Regions from separate parts of the Ovis aries genome. Here region 1 is linked to region 2. The links are chromatin contacts, called in public Hi-C maps. All regions are on one chromosome and are shown on one strand. Each heading gives the region's core, a stretch centred on a gene start, on an enhancer-like site or on the middle of the called end of the contact. The rest is flanking DNA. Distances are from core to core; before and after follow the strand shown.

What was found. A called contact is a pair of places that touch in the nucleus more often than the background predicts.
Region 1: a Hi-C map of hypothalamus shows a contact between it and region 2, with 5 times the contacts expected there. The contact joins the promoter of LRRC58 here to the promoter of GSK3B in region 2. A contact is called at or near these places in 3 of 16 Hi-C or Micro-C datasets (hypothalamus, skin fibroblasts and tail adipose tissue).

Annotation. Positions count from the first base shown.
Region 1 is chr1:185,954,625-185,958,369 of ARS-UI_Ramb_v3.0, forward strand. LRRC58 (leucine rich repeat containing 58) reads right to left here and starts at 2,167. Exons shown (of 4, transcript XM_004002953.6): 1 at 1,581-2,167. The coding sequence starts at 2,080. LOC132660086 (a long non-coding RNA gene) reads left to right here and starts at 2,239. Exons shown (of 3, transcript XR_009601307.1): 1 at 2,239-3,745.
Region 2 is chr1:185,714,078-185,717,585 of ARS-UI_Ramb_v3.0, forward strand. It overlaps GSK3B (glycogen synthase kinase 3 beta), which reads right to left and starts at 1,503. Exons shown (of 11, transcript NM_001129740.1): 1 at 1,416-1,503. The coding sequence starts at 1,503.

The sequences.
Region 1 (3,745 bases), core at 917-3,416, 240 kb after region 2:
TACCATGGCCTTCAAGTTATGACACGGCCTAGGATCTGGTCCAAATTTATATTTGCCACCTTTCTTGTTGCTTACTTTCTCACTATGCTCTAGTACAATGTCCTCCTTTCAAAATTTTGGCCTTCAGTCCCTCTTGCCTCAGGGTTTTCAAGTGCACCGTTCCTACAGCCTGGACTGATCCCATCCCATCCTCGTTAACTCCTAACTCTACCTTTAAAAGTTCACCTCAAACGCTACTTGCTCAAACCAAACTAAGTTACTTCATTTCAAAGCACTCCTACTTCTTCACAAAACTTATAACAATTGTAATTAGATAATGCAGTTAACAGCTGTTTAACCTCTCCTCTGTTACAGTGCCCCAGGAGGGCAGGATCCCTTTCATCACTGCATCCCCAGCACCTAGGACAGTGCCAGACACAAGGTAGGTACCTCATAAAAATCTGCTGGTGAGTAAACAAAGGGACATCTTGTCCAAACGCCTTCCTTTGCAGATTAGGAAACCGTAGTCAGGATATGTTAAGTGACTTGCCTAAGCTTGGGACACCAAGAGTTCTCACTCTCACTTCAGTGTTTTTTTCACTGCACTGAACTCTGAGATCCCTTTGACTCTGAGCTCTAATATCTGGTTATCTCAGAAAACTCAGTAAAGGATGCAAAAGTAGTTTACAGATGGTAGTTACTTTTCTTTCACTTTGGACAAAACACTTGCTCTTGCTTTGTTTCTCACTTTTTGTAAGGGACTTTTGTTACTTCTCTGCTTCCTTTTTCCATTTAATTCAACATATATTTACTGAATAATCCAGTCAATGAGGCAGATCTGTAAACACGGAGTTACAATCAATAAGGTTAAGTGCAATGGCAGGGTGCAGGAGGTACAAAAGAAGTACAGTTTAGACAATAACTAATTGTTGTCCAGGAAGCAGTAAAGGAAAGAAACAAAGAAATGGCCTTCAAAACAAGTTTTGAAGGATGTACAGGAGTTTGCCAAAGTGCAAGCAACATTCCAGACAAAGGGAACAGCAGTACAGAGGAACTGTACCCATTCAACACATATTTAGTCAGTGCCTACAAGGTAAAGCGCACAGATTAGTGAATTCCACAAATACTGGAATACCACAAAACCACAAATTGCTGGTATCGCTACAGAGAGAACGGATGGAGCAGGAAATGTAGTGAAAAGCAAGGATCAGCTCCGAGTACCTGATATGTCACGCTACAAAACACAAACATTGGTTTATAGGCATGGAAAACCACCCAAGACTTCGGAGTAAAGAAGTGACATCCGCGGATTTACATTTGCTCGAGTGTGTGCTCGGCTCGGATCACTCCCCCAGACTCCAAAAGACGACAGAAAAACTGTCTTTTATACAACAAACCAAACGCTGCTGTCACACCCATGACCTTATTAGATCTTCACTCCAGCTCCACGAGCTGGCAGGGCAGTCCTCGCAGTTAGAGTTCAAAAAGAGCCTGAACTAAGATGGGTACGTGACCCCCACGGCGCCAAGGCCAGGTGGGGGACTCCGGAGCTCCCGGACCCCGTCCCGGGCCTCCCTACTCTCAGGAAGGCACCCGCTCACCTCCTCAAGTTCTCGATCTCGGCCGGGATGCTCTGAAGCTGGTTGCCGCCGAGGCTGAGGGTCTGCAGCGCGCGCAGCTCCAGCAGCGAGGTGGGCACCTCCTGGAAGCAGTTCCCGCTGAGGTTAAGCACCTGGAGGCTGCAGCAGAGCGGTGACTGGGCCAGGCCCTTGGGGAGGGCCCCCGGGCCGCCGAGCCGGTTGTTCTTGGCCAGCAGCGTGCGCAGGCCGCGCAGCGCCAGCAGCTCCGGCCCCAGAGCGGTCAACGCGTTGCCGCTCACGTCCAACAGCTGGAGGTGCGGGAAGCCGCTGCCCAGCGCCCGCGGCAGCGACACCAGACGGTTGTGCGGTAGCAGCAGCCGCAGCAGCGCCTCCCGCGCGCCGCGCCGCTCCTCGCCCCGCGCCTCCAGCTCCGACTCCAGCGTCTCGAGAGACACGCTGAGGCGAGACAAGTTCAGTTCGGCCTCCCAGGCTGTGGCCACAGCCGCTCCAGCCTCCTCCATCCCCGCCGCCGCAGAGGGCCGCGCTCGACCCACAGGCCGGGAGCTCTGCGGCGCCCCGGAACCTGAACCGCGGGCTGCGTCGGAAGTGGCGCGGACGGGCGCTAACCCCGCGCGCCCCCGCCGAGTCACACGACGCGAGGCGGCTGGGTGCGCGCGCCGCTCGGGGGCCGGGCTCCGCCTCACGCGGCACTGGGCGCGCGGTGCGGTCGGGGCGCGCCGGACAGGGGCGGAGACCGGGCGTCCTCGGCGCTACCCAGTTATCCTCGGAATCCGGCAGTGTGTGGGCCGCCACGCTTTATAGTCTTTGGCGTCGGCTGACCTGCCCCCGGGGTCGAGGACCGCCTGGGTAAACAGCCCGGGAACAGTTTAGTTGTTTCGTTTTGAGGGTTCGCGCGTCATGGTGCCCTGGCTTCTCGGTTCCTACCCAGTTTAGGAGTGGGGCGCCGGGTCTGCGGGATTCAGCGAACGCGCAGGAATGTGGTGATTCACCTCCGTGACTGCAAGGCCCAGGAATTTCAAGTCCCGGGATTAACCAAGACGACTTTGAAGGGCGGAGGCAGCTGGACTAGAAAATCAGAACTCTTTAGGGTCTTACCTGGGGTTCAGCTCTTAAATAGCCTTATTTCCTCGTACAAGGGATTTAATTTCAGTTTCTCCACCCATAAAATACGGATAATCCTTGCCCTCCTTGCCCTACAGCATTTTTTAAAGGAATGTGTATCAAATAAGGGACTTACGCCATTTTAGCTGAAGTACTGTGGTTTTTTGGTTTAAGTTGAAGTGGCTGGAAATGAATCTGGGAGCCATGGAGGAGTTTTAGTTAATTCGAGACAGCTCTAAGTAATCGATCAGTTTAAGAACGCGGAAAGCATTGTGGATTGCCATTTCCTTCTCCAGATTAATGTTTTACTTCAGGGCAAAAACCACAATTTAACTGTGAAAATCTACACTCTGGCTTTAAGTCAGTATTTCTAATTAACATTTTCTACCTGACCCTTAACTAAATCTTTTATGAAATTGCTTTTTATAATTTTGGAAAGTCATGAATAGAAATAAAAATATTTAGTGTCTTTTTTACAAAGTTTATCCATAAAAGTGTTAAAAGATTGTGTGTAACCAATTCCATTAAATTGCTTTCTTCCTGAAAAGGAGAATAAAGTGCTTTTTTCTTGCCAGTCATTTGTGTTTTTAAAACCTAGTGAATTTGAAACCTGTTTCAAAAGGGCCCTTTTAAAAATTAGACTGTCCTTACTTTGGATCAAGATTACGTTAGCAGGAACCTAATACGTGAAAATTGCAAATATTTAATACAGTTTTATGCTCTTAAAAATGTGAATGTGCCTGTGATAAAAAATAAACTTACAGGAATGTAATATAAAATGAGAAAAAAGAATTCAAATATGATTCAGAAATAGAGAAGATCACAAATCAGTGAAATTAAGGGAAGAAAGACAAAAATAGTCTCAGAGACTGAAGCTACTAGTAGAAAGTTTTAAAGCTATGTTGAGAGTAATGGAAGGATCCCCCTATTTTCATAGGAACCCTCTCTATCTCAGGTACTTTGTTGAAGCCAAATGGGTCTAAATAAAGCAGCATCCCTCCATAATCTAGTGGGCCTTGATACTATCCAGTCAACTTGGAGAGTTCTGAAAACTCCCTGGGAGG
Region 2 (3,508 bases), core at 253-2,752:
ACTGAAATCCTGAGTTCAAGTAAGAGTGTTCATTTTATAATCAATTTCACATAACAGCATATACCTTTTTAAAAAAAATCTCAATTCAATTCTCTCCTTCTTCTAAGCAGTAAAAGTTTTTCTTTGCCCTCATTCATGCTCCTTTCTGAAGGAATAAGGAAACTATAATAGATATTTTTGTCGAATTCTTTAAGTATATTTAAATAAACTGACATTAAATATCACATAAACATATCCATAACTAGAGATACGTTAAAACACTGGATACTTAGTATACCAAACACTCAAAATAGACTTTTTGAGCACAAATCTGGGAAGAGAGTATAGACGTCTAGCAACAGCCTTGAACAAAGCCCAAATACCTCTATTAAATCTGGGACCACAACCTTCTGCAAAACCTATGATGATAAAGTCTAAATCCATATTCTTCTAACTTCATAGCCTTATCTGAATTCGAAAGGAAAACAATGCGAGAGTATTGTAAGCAGTCCTAAGAAGGAACATCTGAACTCTAGATCATTTAGCAAGTACTGAAAGCAATGGCACCCCAAAGCTGAACTTTAATGATGAGTCAGTGACAATTAACATTCAACTTACTATTTAGCAACATGACAATATAAGCCCCATTCAAAACTCGGACCTACTTTCAAGTTACCTTTTGATTAAACATTAACTCTATAGTGGTAGATTGGCAATGTCAAAACGGTAAGGTTAAGAGATAACATATTAAACCGCGTATCCAATTTAGAACAATGCATGTTGAGATACTACTGCTACTGAGTATCTATCAGCGGTACCCGTCCCTTCTAAAGAGACAAATCAAAGCTCGCCTTCCAACCGAAATGTGGTTACTTAGCGAGTTCATCTCTGGATTAAGAACAAACACTTTGTATAGTCACACAAGTAAGAAAGAAATGTTAGGAGACGGTGACATTCACCTCTTCCATTAAGTATACAAAACTATGGTAACCCTCGAGACCTGAGCGAACTAAACTATCCCTCATTCCAAAAGACACACTCTGGAAAAGCACATAATGGTTTATGAGTCTTGTCCTTCGCTTTAATCAAAAGGATGAGCAAGTAAACACTTCCATCACTATTTTAAGGTGGAAACACTCAACCACTTAATAAAGCTGACTATCAATTGCTAGAAAACTGTAAGAAAAGAACTAAGTTTCAGACAGAATCATCTAAATAAAAATCCCATTCCCCCGATTCAAGGTTAATGAGACCGGAGAAGGGATATGGGAGGAGGAAAAAAGGAAGCTGCCTCATCCTTGACTGAAGACAGGTTTTTGCCCTTTCCCATTACCTCTGTTTTATCAGCAGGTCTCGTATTTTAAGATCCTGGTATTTCAAAGTCTCTTATTCAAAGGGGAGGTGGAGAAGGGGTGTAAAATAAAATCAATACTCACTGCTAACTTTCATGCTGCCAAAAGCTGAAGGCTGCTGCACTGGCTTGCAGCTCTCCGCAAAGGAGGTGGTTCTGGGCCGCCCTGACATGATCACTCTTTTACCGAATCACCTTTTTTCCTTCCTTCCTCCTTTTCTTCCTTTTGTTTTATGTTGGGGTGTTAGGTTAATGATAAATGCAGCATTAAGTTTTCCCACAGGAAAAAGACTTCGTCCTCTTGCCTTTTCACTCCTTTTGTACAGCTATTTAAAAAAGCGAGCGATGTATTTCTCCTTGAAGACAGATCAGTACGGATATTTAACATATAGACGATCCGGGGCTGGGAAAAAATTACAATTCTTTCCCCTCCTTTTCCTTGGAGGGCAGAAATGGGTGGGAGATCCTAAAAAATATATATCACGTGAAACGGGGACAAATACTGGATTGAAAATAAGTACTCTGAATATTATATTTTCCTCGGGGATTTTTTTTCCGAGTCAATGAAGAAGGGAAGCGGCGGAAGGATCACGAGTCTCACGCTTGAAAAGAAGGGGGGATGGGAAGGAGGGAGGGAGAGGGAGGGGTGGCTCGGAGATGCGTCGGGAAACGCTGCGGCTCCGGCAGCGGCAAGGATCCGGCGGGCTGACGGTGGGGGCCCGGCGAACTGGAAGGCGGCGGAGTCGCGAGTCAGTCAGAGTCGGGCGGTGGCGGCGGCTCTTCCCCTCATTGCGCCAGGAGCAGCTGCAGGCGGCGGCTGGATCCAGCGGCCATGGCGGCGGCGGCGGCGGAGGCAGCTCCCTTCAGACCCCAGGCAGCGGCTCCTCGACTGCTCCCCATACGCCGGGGACATGGGAACCCGGCAACCGCTTCCGTCCCTCGGGGGCCCCCTCCCCCGTCCAAGGCACCAGCGCGGCCGCCCTCCCGCCCCTCGCTTCTGCACAGTCCCGCTCAGGAAGTGTCCGCGCTTTGCCCCCAGTCCGGAGCCCTGTCAGCGGCTGCGGGGTCGGCTCCTCCTCGCTTCCTTCCTTCCTTCCTTTGTCACTCGGCCCGGGCGGCGGCGGCGGCGGCGGCAGCAGCAGCAGCAGCAGCAGCAGCACGAGCCCGCATTCGCCCGGGTCGGGGGCTGCTCTCTGTGAGGAGTGCCGTCTGCGCAGCCGCCTAGCTCTTCCCCACTCCCCCTCCCCCCTCCTACTCGTCCTCCGCCTCCTTCCTCCCCCACCCAGCCTTACACCGCCCAGCGCCCCGCCGCCCGCGTAAGAGGCGTCTGGGAATCGCCGGCCGAGCGGGGCGTCCGCCCCCTTCGACAGGGGAGCCGAAACCCGAGCGGAACCAATCACGGATGTCGTTTGTTTGCGGATCCTCCCGGAAAAAGCCGATCGACCTGAAGAGCCAATCAGAAAGTGTCGCTGGAAATTCACGCCCAAGGACGGAAAATGCCGAAGATAGCCGACCGAGGAAAAGGTGGGTTCGCCTTGTTCTGTGGCTGGCTGGAGGAGAAATTCGGCAGTGACCAATCAGAGTCGCTGGCCCTCAGGAAAAGCTTGAAGAGTTAAGGACAGTGAAGCCCGGAGTCGCTGGCGAAACCGCACGGCTGGGCGCCGTGGCCGCTTTGTAATTGGCCGAAACTCCGCTGGGAGTGCAGCACCCTCGGTGATTGGTGAAGGGAATGGGGCTTCCGAGGACAGTCTGGCCAGTCAGGACGCCTCCTCCCTCGCCGAGGTGGGGAGAAGTAGAGAGCGAAGGGAGGGCGTCTATAAAGCGCTTTTTCATTGGCCTGAAGCTCAGGAGCTGGAATGGGGGCAAAAGGGAAAGGGAGGGAGGCCGAAACTCGTAGCAGTAGCCAATCTGCACTCGCTGCTGTCTAATCGCAAGACCTAGCTGCAGTATGATTGGCCTTCAGCCTCCGGCGGCAGTCCTAGGAGCGGGGAGAAGCGCGACTGGGGTCGTGGCGGACGGTCTGACGGCCTCGCCTGCGGCTACTCGCAGCTGGTGTGGAAACCGCATATAGGGAGCGCGAGGCGGTGCGAAACTGGTGTGGTCGGTGGCGCTGGGTCCCTCGCTCCAACAAACTGATTGAGGGGCTTTCCCCACCCACTGGAGGCTCTCTGTGGGGCG